2 separate regions of the Ovis aries genome follow, and region 1 is linked to region 2. The links are chromatin contacts, called in public Hi-C maps. All regions are on one chromosome and are shown on one strand. The core of a region is the stretch at or near the end of the contact, and the rest is flanking DNA. Distances in the headings are between cores, read along the strand shown.

What was found. A called contact is a pair of places that touch in the nucleus more often than the background predicts.
Region 1: a contact with region 2 is called in a Hi-C map of hypothalamus, with 5 times the contacts expected there. The contact joins the enhancer-like site here to the promoter of COG1 in region 2. A contact is called at or near these places in 6 of 16 Hi-C or Micro-C datasets (blood, hypothalamus, liver and 1 more).

What each region holds. Positions count from the first base shown.
Region 1 is chr11:57,651,142-57,657,181 of ARS-UI_Ramb_v3.0, forward strand. All of the region lies in intron 7 of SLC39A11 (solute carrier family 39 member 11), which reads left to right. Among named protein-coding and RNA genes, the nearest start is that of SSTR2, 300 kb to the left of the region's middle. Within about 2 kb of position 1,935, at least 10 of the 54 cell types and tissues checked have an H3K27ac peak or open chromatin away from gene starts, as enhancers often do. A contact at or near this core is called in hypothalamus, where this site is marked.
Region 2 is chr11:57,317,609-57,324,187 of ARS-UI_Ramb_v3.0, forward strand. COG1 (component of oligomeric golgi complex 1) reads right to left here and starts at 4,094. Exons shown (of 14, transcript XM_027974014.3): 1 at 3,760-4,094; 2 at 1,707-1,951; 3 at 1,376-1,557; 4 at 1,070-1,240. The coding sequence starts at 4,074. It overlaps SLC39A11 (solute carrier family 39 member 11), which reads left to right and starts at 3,417. Exons shown (of 10, transcript XM_042256462.2): 1 at 3,417-3,549.

The DNA of each region.
Region 1 (6,040 bases), core at 685-3,184, 330 kb after region 2:
TCCCGCCAGGGATTGAACCCATGTCTCCTGGCTTGACAGGTCAATTCTTTATCACTGAGCTACCAGGGAAGCCCTGGAGGGCACTTGGGGAAATAAAACATAAATTCTTTCATTGGTGTTCACTCAGCATCTTTTGGAGAAGGCAATGGCACCCCACTCCAGTACTCTTGCCTGGAAAATCCCATGGACGGAGGAGCCTGGTGGGCTGCAGCCCATGGGGTTGCTAAGAGTTGGACATGACTGAGAGACTTCACTTTCACTTTTCACTTTCATGCATTGGAGAAGGAAATGGCAACCCACTACGGTGTTCTTGCCTGGAGACTCCCAGGGACGGGGGAGCCTGTTGGGCTGCCATCTCTGGGGTCGCACAGAGTCGGACATGACTGAAGTGACTTAGCAGCAGCAGCAGCATCTTTTAAGGAGCAGGCTTCCAGGGCCATCTCCACATCGCAGGCTGCTCTGCTAATGCCCCAGACCTCCCTGTGGCGGGACCAAGTTCCCAGACTTCTGGGGAGCCCTGACAAGACCATCTCTTCCTCAAGGAGGAAGTCTTCACCTTCTGAATTGCATCTCGGCTTTCCTGGGTTGGGGAAGCCACAGCCCAGTCTTGGCTTGCTGCAGAGCGGTCTCTCGCCTGAGACGTGGAGCCCCAGTGTGAGGACACACCCTGACCAGCCACACACACAGACTCCTCCCTACCGCCACCCCTTCCATCGTGTCAGCAAAACTGGAAGTAAATTCTTGTGCTGCTTTTTATTTGCAATAGCAGATGGCACTTTCCATTCTATTTGAGCAGACAAGTTCTTCTCTTGAACCCGTTAAACTGCCTTGCCTGGAATTCTTCAGTTCAATCGCTCAGTCGTGTCTGACTCTTTGCAACCCCATGGCTTGCAGCAGGCCAGGCTTCCCTGTCCTTCACCGACTCCCAGAGTTTACTCAAACTCATGTCCATTGAGTCAGTGATGCCATCCAACCATCTCATTCTCTGTCGTCCCCTTCTCCTCCTACCTTCAGTCTTTTGCAGCATCAGAGTCTTTTCCAATGAGTCAATTCTTAGCATCAGGTGGCCAAAGTATTGGAGTTTCAGCTTTAGCAACAGTCCTTCCAATGAATATTTAGGACTGATTTCCTTTACCATTGACTGGTTTGATCTCCTTGCAGTCCAAGGGACTCTGCAGAGTCTTCCAGCCTGGAATTCTAGAATCGTCTATTGACAGCTCCTCCCCATAAGTACATTTTACTTTCCCGTCCCCCAACACAGCTGCCTAGCCTTCCCTGGAATTATCAGGCGCCGGTGGAATCGGCAGCTTGTTGGCAGACAGCGCCACCGTGTGGCAGTGGGGCATCAGGGCAAGACTCTGGGTCCCCCGCACCTGGTCTCCTGCCTGTGCCCTGGGCTCTCACTACCTACATGTCCGTTTCCAGCCGTGTCACGTGAGAAAGGAGGGTGGCAGCTATGGTTCCAGGACTGCTGGTGATTGTAGGACAACACGTGTCCCCCAGGCATGCGAAGACATGTGCAAATGCTACCTTCTCTAGTTTGCGAAGTAAAGGCATTGAGAAAAGCTGCTCTCACAGCCAGTCGCTATCTCTTACGATCTGTATTTATCACCAAAAATTAGTTCATAAACTCAGGATAAAACCAAGTCCTTTCTGCACCACCCCTGCCCCAGACAGGGACTTAATTCTCTCTCTATTCAAATGCACAAAAGCCCTTTTCAGTAACAGTATGCAGTTATGTTCTTGGGCTTCGCAGGCGGCTCCGTGGTAAAGGACCCACCTGCTGATGCGGGAGACAAGGGTCCTTCGGGCTCCAGGCCAGAGGCCTGGGTCCAGGAGCCTGGGGCCCCTGACCTCCTGTGACTCGGGCTCGGCCTGCAGATGCCGGGCCTTCACATTCTTCCTCCCCGCCCCGGCCCTCCCAGGCCAGCTTTGCCGTCCGGCCTAAGTGCTGAGCTGGCGTGCGGCTGGCTCTCACTCTGATACTGCGTGCATCTATTTCCCCGTCTTGCACCCTCGCTGGGGGCCTCTTCTGTTCTCTGCGTGGGGCCCGGGACCAGGCTGGGTGTGGTCTGCTCTGCACCTGGCCCTGATGGCCCTCCTGAATTCTATGGATGATTTCAAGTGGGCAGTCCCCTCTGTATAGCACAAGCTGCTTCTCTGTTGCGCGCACTGCCCTCCGCCCCCGGATCCCTGGACCCTCTCCACTCTCGCCAGTGTCACGGCACGGGCTTCGGGTCCAGAACAAGGAGGCGGCTCCGAGCTGCCCTGCCCGGTCTGCCCGGCGGCTGCTTCTCTCATCAGCAGCACAAGGAGCCCATTTGTGCAGGGCAGCCTCCTCCACCTCCTCCTCCGCGGCCCCCGGCCACCCCCACCCGAGTGCCTGGCGACAGGGCTGACCGTCTTGGCACCGGGGACCGATCTCAGCACAACGTGTGTTCTGTCTAGCCCGGGGCGGGCTTGAGGGGAGGCGTGGACCCCACGAGGCTCTTGAAGAGCAGCCTCGTCTTTTCTCTGTGGCTCTCCCAGGCGCTGGGGATGACACAGACTTCTCCCTCCTGCGTACCCACTGCTGCCCTGTCCATCCTCCGGGACTGCTTGTCACACGCAGCGAGAGGCAGAAAGCAACTGCGCTTTCCAGAGTCACCGGCGGGGCTCGGATGGGTGCTGGCGTTGATCCACTGCCTTTTGCCGGGCCAGCTAGGAGAGCAGAGTGGGCGCATTAGTGGGTTTGCGGCGTGGCACTGGTGGCTGCCTTTAGGGGCTGTTTACATGCACTGCTCAGTCCTTACTGCCCTCCCAGTAGCCAGGTGAGAATCCGGAGCCCAGGGCTTTCCCTGAGGTCAAGCTTATGGCAGGTGGCAGGGGTGCGGAAGCCCAGAATTAACACCCCTGCCCCAGCTCTCTGCCTCCCAGCCCTGCGTCTGGTAGCTGTGAAACATTTAGTGAGTGCTTTCCACGTGCGGGATTATTTTCCCAGGAGGCGCAATGGTAAAGGATCCATCTGCCGATGCAGGAGACGAGAGAGACGCAGGTTCAATCCCTGAGTCAGAAGATCCCCTGGAGGAGGAAATGGCAGCCCACTCCAGTATCCTTGCCCGGGAAATCCCGCAGACAGAGGTGCTGCAGTCCGTGGGGTCGCAGAAGAGTCAGATCCGACCCAGCAACTGAGCACGCACGCGCAAATCCATTATGACCAGTGTCTTTATAAGGCAAGGAGAAGAGACACACAGGCACACACACAGGAGGAGGCTGGGTGACGAGACACCCCGAGGGAACCAGAGATCAGAGTGACTCAGCCAGAAGCCAAGAAGTGTCCAGGAGTGCCCACTGCTGCCGGAAGCTGGACAAGCTGAGGGAGGACCTTCCCTAGAGATTTCCGAGCGAGGGTGGTCCTGCTGACACTTGCTTTTGAGCCTCTAGCCGCCAGACCACGAGAATGCGTCTCTGATGTCTTCAGCCGCCTGGATGGCGGCCTTGGTTACGGCCGTAGGGAATCGATACACACGCGCCCCCGCCCCCCACATCTCCATCCGAATCTCTCCGCCCCCGTAGATTTCTCCCCTCCGCCCTCAGCAGGCAGTGAGCCCTGAGCATCCCTCTTGGGTCCAGTCTCTCCTCTCTCCTGACACATTTTGTCTTCCCCACCCAAGCCTTCACTTCCTGTTTCGAAAGGAGTTTCCCATTTGGTTTGGGTTTTTTTTGTTGTTGTTTCCTTAAGCCTCTCTCAGTTCAGTTTGGACCCAACTGGACGAAAGCAAGGCTCTCTCCTTTCCTGAGAGGCCGCCTCCAGAGGCTGCCCCGCGGGAGTCGGGGCTGTCCCCCACATCGGAGCTATTAAACTGTCGTAAGAAAGAGGCCTTTGTCACGGGCACCGTGGCCGTCGGCTCCGAAACAGAGGCAGATTGTGCCAGAAAACAAACAACAGGAAAAAAAAAATGCCCAACCACAAAATTCTTTGGGCCTTCAGTCATCAGTCTCTCGCTTGTTCTTAAGAGACAAGTTTCCTTTCTTCGGTGTGATTCCATCAGATGGGGCGTCGGGGTTTTCATTCTGTCCAGAAGCGCGGGCTGGGGGCAGCCCCCGCCAGCTCCCTCCTGCGTGATGTCCTGACCGCGGCCTGCAGGTGGGGAGCGGAGGCAGCCCCAGGCCTGCTCAGGGGGGCTTCGCAGGAGACGGAGGGGCCTGCAATGGGTAGTTTTGAGTGCAGGCAAGGGAGAAGCGATGGAAAAAGTCTCGGAGGCCAAGACACCATCGTCATGTTACAAACGAGCAATGCCCTTCTGACCTGACCTTGGCTCTGAGAGAGACCTCAGGAAGCCTCTTTTCACGCTGGAGAAAGTCAGAAGGCAAGTGACTTGCCCAAAGCCACACCATTTCCCAAGCTCAGACCAGTGCTGCTAGCCCAGGACCCCTGGCCAAACACCCCGTGGCCCAGCCTGGCACGGGAACTGCCGTGGCCCCAAGGCTTCCATCTGGCGCCTTGACCTCAGCCCCCCTCCAGCCAGCTTTCACCCTTGACCATCTCCAGGTGGGAGGTCAGGGGGCAAATGAACATTGTTAAGGCTCCGCTGTTCCAGGAAGCACCCCACAGCGTGACAGCTGAGGTTCTAGAAGGAAAGTGGAGAAGAGGGGCTTAGGAGACTTCCCACCCTGTTTCCACTGTCCCTTCCGAAGGGGATTATGCTTCCCAAGGTCATGGTTTTCCCAAGTCAGGGGAGAGAGGGACCACTTCAGAGGACAGGGCCTCTTAAGGCCAGCGTTTCACTGCAGGTGAGTGAATGACACCCGGAGAAACGCCAGCTTTTTCTGACGGGAGGACAGATGACTGCATGATGGGCAGGACCTCACACAAAATGAGAAGGCAATGTCTTTTGTTCAAAAAGCAGGAAAAAAAGCTGTTTCCTTTCTCCCGAGATGTCTCTTCTCTTTCCGTGTGTCGTGGTGTTTTGCTTTGTCTTATTTTAAAAAATTTAATTGTGATGGAGTGTACGTGCGGTAAGGGGCTCCCCTGGTGGTTCAGCGGCAGAGAATCTGCCTGCGGTGCAGAAGCCGCAGGAGGCACGGTTTCAATCCCTGGGTCGGGAAGATCCCCTGGAGAAGGGCATGGCAACCCACTCCAGTGTTCCTGCCTGGAGAATCCCATGCAGAAAGGAGCCTGGCGGGCTACAGTCCACGGGGTTGCAAAGAGTTGTACAGGACTGAAGCAACTTAGCACGCATGCTTACATACATAAAATTCACCATTTTTAAGTGTATGATGGTATCAGTAAGTACATCACGTTGCTGTGTAGCCATCATGTTCCTCATCTCCAGAACCCTTTTCATCTTAAAAAAAACTGAAAACCTTGTCCCCAGTAAACAGTAACCCCTCCCCTCACCCCCGACCCCCACCCCGCCCAGCCCCAGGCAACCCCTACTCTACTTTTGGGCTCTGTGACTGACTCCTTACTCCAGGAACCTCATATAAAGGGGATCATTTTGTCTTTGCCTTTTTATTTTATTATCATTTTTAAAATGCTGTTCTCTGTTCTGTAACTTTTATCAGTGTGTTTATTTGTGTTGTTTCTGTCTGCACCCCGTCTGCACTGCTGTTCAGGCTTTCCTCTAGCTGCAGCGCACAGGGGCTCCTCTCTAGCTGCGGTGCTCGAGCTTCTCGGAGCGCGGGGCACTCAGGCTTCAGTAGCTGTGGTGCAGGGGCTTAATCACCCCGAGGGATGTAGGATCTTCCCAGACCAGGGAGCAAACCTGCATCCTCTGAAATGCAAGGTGGATTCTTACTTAACCCCTGGGCCCCCAGGGAAACCCCTTTTATTTGTCTTTTTATGACAGATTTATTGACGTCCTTAAGGTTCTTCCATGTTGTGGCGTATGTTGGATTTCCTTCCTATTTAAGGCTGACTGGATGTTCCACTGGGGGCTTCCCAGTTGGTGCGCTAGGACCCGGCTGCCTATGCAGGGAACATAAGAGATGGACACACCAGTATCTCTTTGGGATCCTGCTTTCAATTCTTCTGTGTATATACCCGGAGGTGGGATTG
Region 2 (6,579 bases), core at 2,844-5,343:
AAACAAACTTACGGTTACCAAGGGGGAAAAGAGGGGGGAAAGTTAGGAGTTTGGGATTAGCAGATATAAACTACTATATATAAAATAGATAAACAAGGCCCTACTAACAGCACAGGGAACTGTATTCATTGTCTTACAATAAACTGTAACAGAGCTTGAACAGCAATGTTCGAGTCACTGTGCTATACACCAGAAACGAGCACAACGCTGCGTCAACTGTACTCCAACCAGAACAGTCTCCTTTTCCAGTAAACGCGGACACCTCCCTTCCACACTCTCCACAGCCCATCCCTCAACAACCATCTCCTAAACACACGTCCGCGTTGTCCAGTCAGCTCCGTCTCTACTGCCCCCACCACCTGTCACCTGGTTCGTGGTGACAGGCTCTCAAGTGAGCTCTTAGCATCTGCTCCACCGCTCGGGGAACCACTGCCACGTAAAGGCCACGTGCATCTAATTCCAACTAGGACAAATGCCACCAAATAAAAGCATCTGTTCACTGGTCACGAGAGAAACCGGCCACGCACCTCCTCATGCTCCTCCCCTCCCACCACTGTGCCTGCTTCCTTTCACGTCCTCACGTTCAAACATCCTCCTGGCCTCAGGACCTTTGCACCTGCTCTTCCTTTTTGCCTGGAACTCTCTTCTTTGCCTCTTACTCAACCTTCAGGTTTCAGTTTAAATATCCTGTCCTGGCTTCCCTGGCGGTCCAGTGGTTAAGAATCTGCCTTGCGATGCAGGAGACACGGGTTCAATCCCTGGTTGGGGAACTAAGATCCTACATGCTGCAGGGCAATTAAATATCCTGACTTTGGTCCCTCCATTCACTGCTACCAAGTCAAGCTGCACTCAGCCTGGAGAGCAATGACCAGGACTGATATTAAGCAGATACTGTGGATTCGTGAGTTCAACATCTGCCTCCACCCCTAGATTGTGACCTCCACGAAAGTGGGTCCATATCTGTCCAATCCACTTCGGTATGCCCAGGGCCCAGCACAGTAGCTGGCAGATGGCAGGTGCCCGATAAACGAATGAACCAGGCAATAGAAGAGGCTGGCTAAGAGCTCACCGCTAGGGTGCTGGCTGGTGATGCTGTCCAGCGTGGAGAAGAGCAGGCCACACGGCAGCGAGGGGTCTGGCAGCAGCCCCTCTGGTAAAGTGTAGAAGAGAGCGTGCGCTTGGCTCAGAGTGGTGGCCAGCAGCTCCACCAGCGAGCAAATCTGCGCCTTGATACCAGCACCTGTGAGAAGAAACCACCTTCTTTTAGCAGTGTCCTTCGGTAAAGTTAGAAACAGAGAACCCTCTGGACTCCCTCAGCTCATCCTGCTCCATCCCCACATCAGAGGCCCACATCTAGGAGAGAAGCCACGCCCACCGTGGTGAGGCTGGTTGAGAAGTTTCTGGATTGCTGCCTTTCTGGCCAACAGGAAGTCGGTCAGGGCTTGGCGTGGAGAACTCTCTTCCAAGAGCATGACAGAGCACAGGGCCTCGGCCACAGCCTGGTCGGACACGGCTTGCCGTTTGAGCAGCATCTTGCTCTCGTGCAGGATGGCTGACCTAAAGAGATGATGGCAAAGGTCACAGGGAGCTTCTGACATCTTCGGAGAAGAGCCCTAGTACATGTGGAGAGAGAAGACATGCTCCATAAAATCAGAGCAGTGCAGCACGGCCATCACCAGAGACGGTCCTGCTGGCGGACCACTTACCGGAAGTGGCTGGCGGCCGCCACCTGCCGGATGAGTATGGGGAACCGGGAGAGGACTGGGCTGTGTCGGGAACTGGAAGACTCCAGCTGCAGCAGCTTGTGGAGGCAGCAGCAGAGCAGGTAGAGCTGGGCGGCGTGGAGAAACCGCGAGGCCTCCATGGAGCTCCAGATCTTCTCCGGGATTTCCAGGAGAAGCTTGATCTGGGCAGCCATGCTGTAGAACTTCTCCTGGGATGGCTGCTGGGGCTGCAGGCAAAGGCACAGAGCTGAGTCAGGACAAACAAGAGCCAGGTCAGCGTGGGGCCAGCTAGGGGAGATGTATGGGGGGTCCAGGGGTACGGAACTTTCATGAACTTGGATTCGGTGCCGCTCAGCAAGGCATCGAGGTTGGAAGAGCAGAATTACTGGAGTTAAGTTTTTCCTACCAGGTCTACCTTTGCCCTGTCCCACAGAGGGGCAAACCAAATCTGGTCACCCCACAGGCAGGTATCAGGGACCCCTGGGGTGTCTCGGCCCAGAGCCCACGTGTCGCCCCTCCAGGGAGCTTTTGACCTTGCTGCGTTTGATGGTCGTGCTTCCTACACTTTCTCCTGCTGCTGTGACTGCCTTGTGGGCTTCGCTGCTGGCTGTTCCTCTTCACCAACCTTCCCCTGAATTTGGGTCCAGCCTCATGCCTCTACTCATCTTAAGTCTGTCCTCTCTCTTCACCGCTCTCTTCCCTGAAGCGTCACCTCCATGCAGATCACAGCACAGCACGCAGACCTCACCACTGCCCATCGAGCCTCTTCTGCTGTGTCTGGACACTTCCCCTGGGACTTTGTTTCACTCTATAATCACTACATTTAACACGAGGCTCATCTTCCTACCAAAAATTACAGCCATCTGACCTCCCTCAACATGTCTGCACAGACCACCACATCCCAGGAAGTCCACGTCCTTCTGATGGTTCTGCTGACACGTCTGCGCCCAGGTTCCTGCCGTCACTTCCCGGGTTCCACTGCAGGTTATGGTCATCTCACCCTTACGTGGACCCGAAAACCTTGCTCTTGCACTCTGTGCTTTCTCTCTCCCCTCCAATCTATCCTTTTCCCTTCCTGTCAAATGACATTCTTCAAAGGTCATGTAGATCTTATGTTTGCCCAGTTCTAAGTCAGACACGAATGGGAGACTGAACTGAACTGAGTATCTCAGCCTGGTGGTCAAGGGTTGCCTGTCCTTCACTGCTTTCTTCCAGGGACCTTTGAATCCACCGATTCTCACCGGGGCGGGGGTGGGGGGGGTGAAGGGGGCGTGGGGGGTAGCGGGGTGAAGGGGGCGTGGAGGGTAGCGGGGTGAAGGGGGGGCGGTGAGGGAGGGAGCTACTTTGGAGTTTGTGTGCAGGCCTCTCATTGAAGTGGCTTCTCTTGTGGAGCCCCAGCTCTAGGGTGTGCGGACTCAAGAGCACAGGCTCAACAGTTATGCTGCAGGGGGCTTAGCTGCTCTAAGGCATGTGGGATCTTCCTGGATTAGGGATCGAACCTGCTGTGTCTCCTGCACTGGCAGGCAGATTCCTTATCACCTTAGTTCCTTAAAATGAACCTGTTCCTCTATTAAAAGATGAGAGCCCGGGGACTGGTGGCTACCCTCCAACGACCTGCTGCAAAGGGTCGCAGGCCTCTTTGCAGCCTGGAAGTTGTTCCTGGGAGTGGAGTGGGGGTGGGGGGCGGGAGGAAGGAACGAGCGGGGAGGGGAGGTGGTCGACACAGGGGAGAACTCTGTTCCCGAAACGATGTCGGGAAACCGGGAACAGGGCTGCACACCCAGCGTTTCCATGAGAAAGGAAGCCCGGCGACCCCAGGACTGAGGTGAGGGAGGCGAGGCCTGGAGCCCGGGAGGCTCCCGAGGAGCCGCGGGGAAACGGCCAGCAACGCGGGGAGGGCGGCAGGAGTGCCGCACGCCGGCCGCGGGGGCAGGGGGCGGCGGGGGCGCCTCCTGAGGCGGGTGGGCCCCGGCCGGGGCGCCCGCCTCCCCGCCGGGCCGGGCCCGCCGGGCCGGGGCGCGGGCGCGGGGCTGACCTGCGGGTCCCGCGGCGGCCGGGGCGCGGCCGAGCCGGCCCGGCGGAGGCGGGCGCAGTACTGGTCGGTGGCCCTCACGGCGTCCACCAGCCCCGCGGCGCAGCGGCGCATCTGGCCGATGGTGTCGGCCGCCTCGATCAGGTCGCGGTACCGCTCGCCCACCATCTGCCGCAGCTCCTCCTTCTTGTGCTCGATCTCGGCGCGCACCTGGCGCTCCAGCCCGCGGATCTCCTCCGCGCCGTGGGTCTCGAAGAGCGCCGCGGGGTCGCGGAGGTCCAGCCTCTTCAGAGCGGGTGAGGCGGCCGTGGCCGCCATGATGGACGCGTCGGCGCCCCAGCAGGGCACTTCCGCCCGGCCGCGCCGCCCCGCGGCCATCTTGGTTGAGGGCGGAGGCGCTTCCGCCCGGTGGGTGGGGGCGGGGCCGGGCTTGTTCGGGGCGGCCGAGGGGCGGAGCCAGTGATGGGCGGCACTGTTTTTAAACTGGTTTTTTTTCAGTGGTTGGGCGGCACTTTTTAAAAACGGAGCCTGTGTGGCTGTTGGGTCGCTGAGCCCGCAGGTGTGTTGGGGCGCAGCCTCACTCAGGTCTGAAGCCTCTCCTAGCGCTGGTGCAGCGCTTCCCCGTCGCGATTAAATGTCCTCAAGCGCCGGCGGTCTGATTATAACCCCTCCTCGGGATGCTCGGGTCCCCTCGCCAGGCCCCTCGCGGCGGCGCCGGATCGCGGTCTTTCCCCTAAGAGGGGTCGATGGCACTCTTGGCCCGTCCCCTTCCCCTGGGTCGGCCTTCTTCTCCTCCGGGCCCCCGGCCGGCGCCGTGTCCGGGTCGGGCTGGGAGCCGGGTGGGCGCACGGAGCTGACCGCTGGACCCCCATCCCTGGCTCTCAGCCTGCAGCTTTCTGGGGCGTCCTTGTTGTTCGTTGTTTCCTCTGGGCATCCACCGAATGCGATGTTAGGAAGAGGGACCTGGGAGTCCGTTTTCGTTCATTGGAAAGTAACTTCACAGATGCTCGGGACGCGGTCGGAGCGCAGGGGTGTGCGCGCGCTCGTTTGCTTCTGGTTTTCATTGCTCGGTTATTTCTTTTGGGTTTTTGGGTTTGGTTTCAAACCAGTGTTGTACCTTCAAAGATGTTTCCCCTGATAGAACCTTACATTGGCACCAGTGCGGCGAGGAGGGTAGTGGGCAGTGAGGAAAAGACTCGAATGCCTGAGTAAACGATGCCTGGGAGGAGGGGTGGGGTGGGGGTGGGGAGGACGCCTAACTGACTCATAATAAAATTTGGAGAGTATGACCTGTTTCTTCTAAGTGTTTCCAAGACCCTTCATTTGCCAAAAAAAAAAAAAAAAAATTACTGAAGATTTCATATGCACATTAATGCAGAGAGAATGATACTGGTATGTCCACCAGCTGGGTCTTACAGTTACTCAGTCATGGTCACCCTCATGAATGCCCCAGCCCCACATCCTCTCCCTCCCACCATCCCCGTGATTTTGAGACAAATCCCAGGCATCAAAAAATTTCAATCTGTCAGTTGAACCACTCCTTTATAGTACTCTCCCTGGAGGAGGAAATGGCGACTCACTCCAGGATTCTTGCCTGGAGAATCACATGGACAGGGGCGCCTGGCGGGATACAGTCCATGGGGTTGCAGAGTTGGGACATGACTTAGCAACTGCACAGAGATAGTATTCTAGTTTACCTCACCGTAGCCCTGCCACCTCAGAGAAGGCAATGGCAGCCCACTCCAGCGTTCTTGCCTGGAGAATCCCAGGGACGGGGGAGCCTGGTGGGCTGCCCTCTATGGGATCGCACAGAGTCGTACGCGATTGAAGCGACTCAGCAGCAGCAGCCCTGCAACCTAGGGTATTTGACAGGTGGGTAACCTGGGACCCAGAGAGGCTTTAAACCCAGAATGGATTTACTAGGTGTAACCGTCAAAAGTCCATCCACAACGTGATCCCATGTACACTTCAGCCCTGGAAAGGAGGTAGGGATAATTATTCTGTCTGACAAAAACCCCAGAGAAGCTCATTTATTCCCGCCGCATAATCAGAGACAGAACAAGCACTGAGACCTAGAATTTTGACTTCCTTTTCTACTTTCTCTTGCAACGTCCCACAAACTCAAAGCGCTTCCTGGTGGCAGGTCTGCTCTTTGTTGTCACCGCAACCCCATCTGGTAGGGACACTTGCTGCTGCTTGGCTTCCCATCGCCCGCAGGATCTCTCTTCTGTGTTTGAGAATCACCGCTGTCTGGCAACATCTCTCTGTTCCACTCGCAGCTGAGCTGGGATTGGCCAATCAGACACAACCCTCCTGGGACTTTAGATGGAGAGCTAGTGATGTCGAGGAGCAGGGAGACTTCATTTTGGCGGTGACAGAGGTGTCCCCTACAAACATCCACTCTCCAGGGGCAGCAGAGACACTGAATCCAGCTGTAACATCCAGCTGCCAGCGACAGCCGGGGTGACCTCCCCAGTGTCTTGTGTTTCGATTAGATTCTGAAGGTTCACTTTCCTTGGTTCCTGTCTCTTTGCTGCGCAGGGTTCCCCAGCTTCCCCAGGGGTTTTATGGGCAGTCCAATATCTTATTGATATATTTCAAAATCAAAACACTTTCAGTTGCTTGCCCTAGAGACTCCAACTGACCTATACCCTCTGAGTTTCTGGCTCCACGAATGAGAGTTTGGCTGGCATCTTTGGAACAGCAAGCGGGAGGAATGTCAGCAATCAGCTTGGGTGCGGGGGCCTCAGGGTTGGCATGGGGTGGGCGGCCCTGGCGCACACAGCTGTCATTTCAGGTAGAGAAAGGGCAGGCTGACATCGC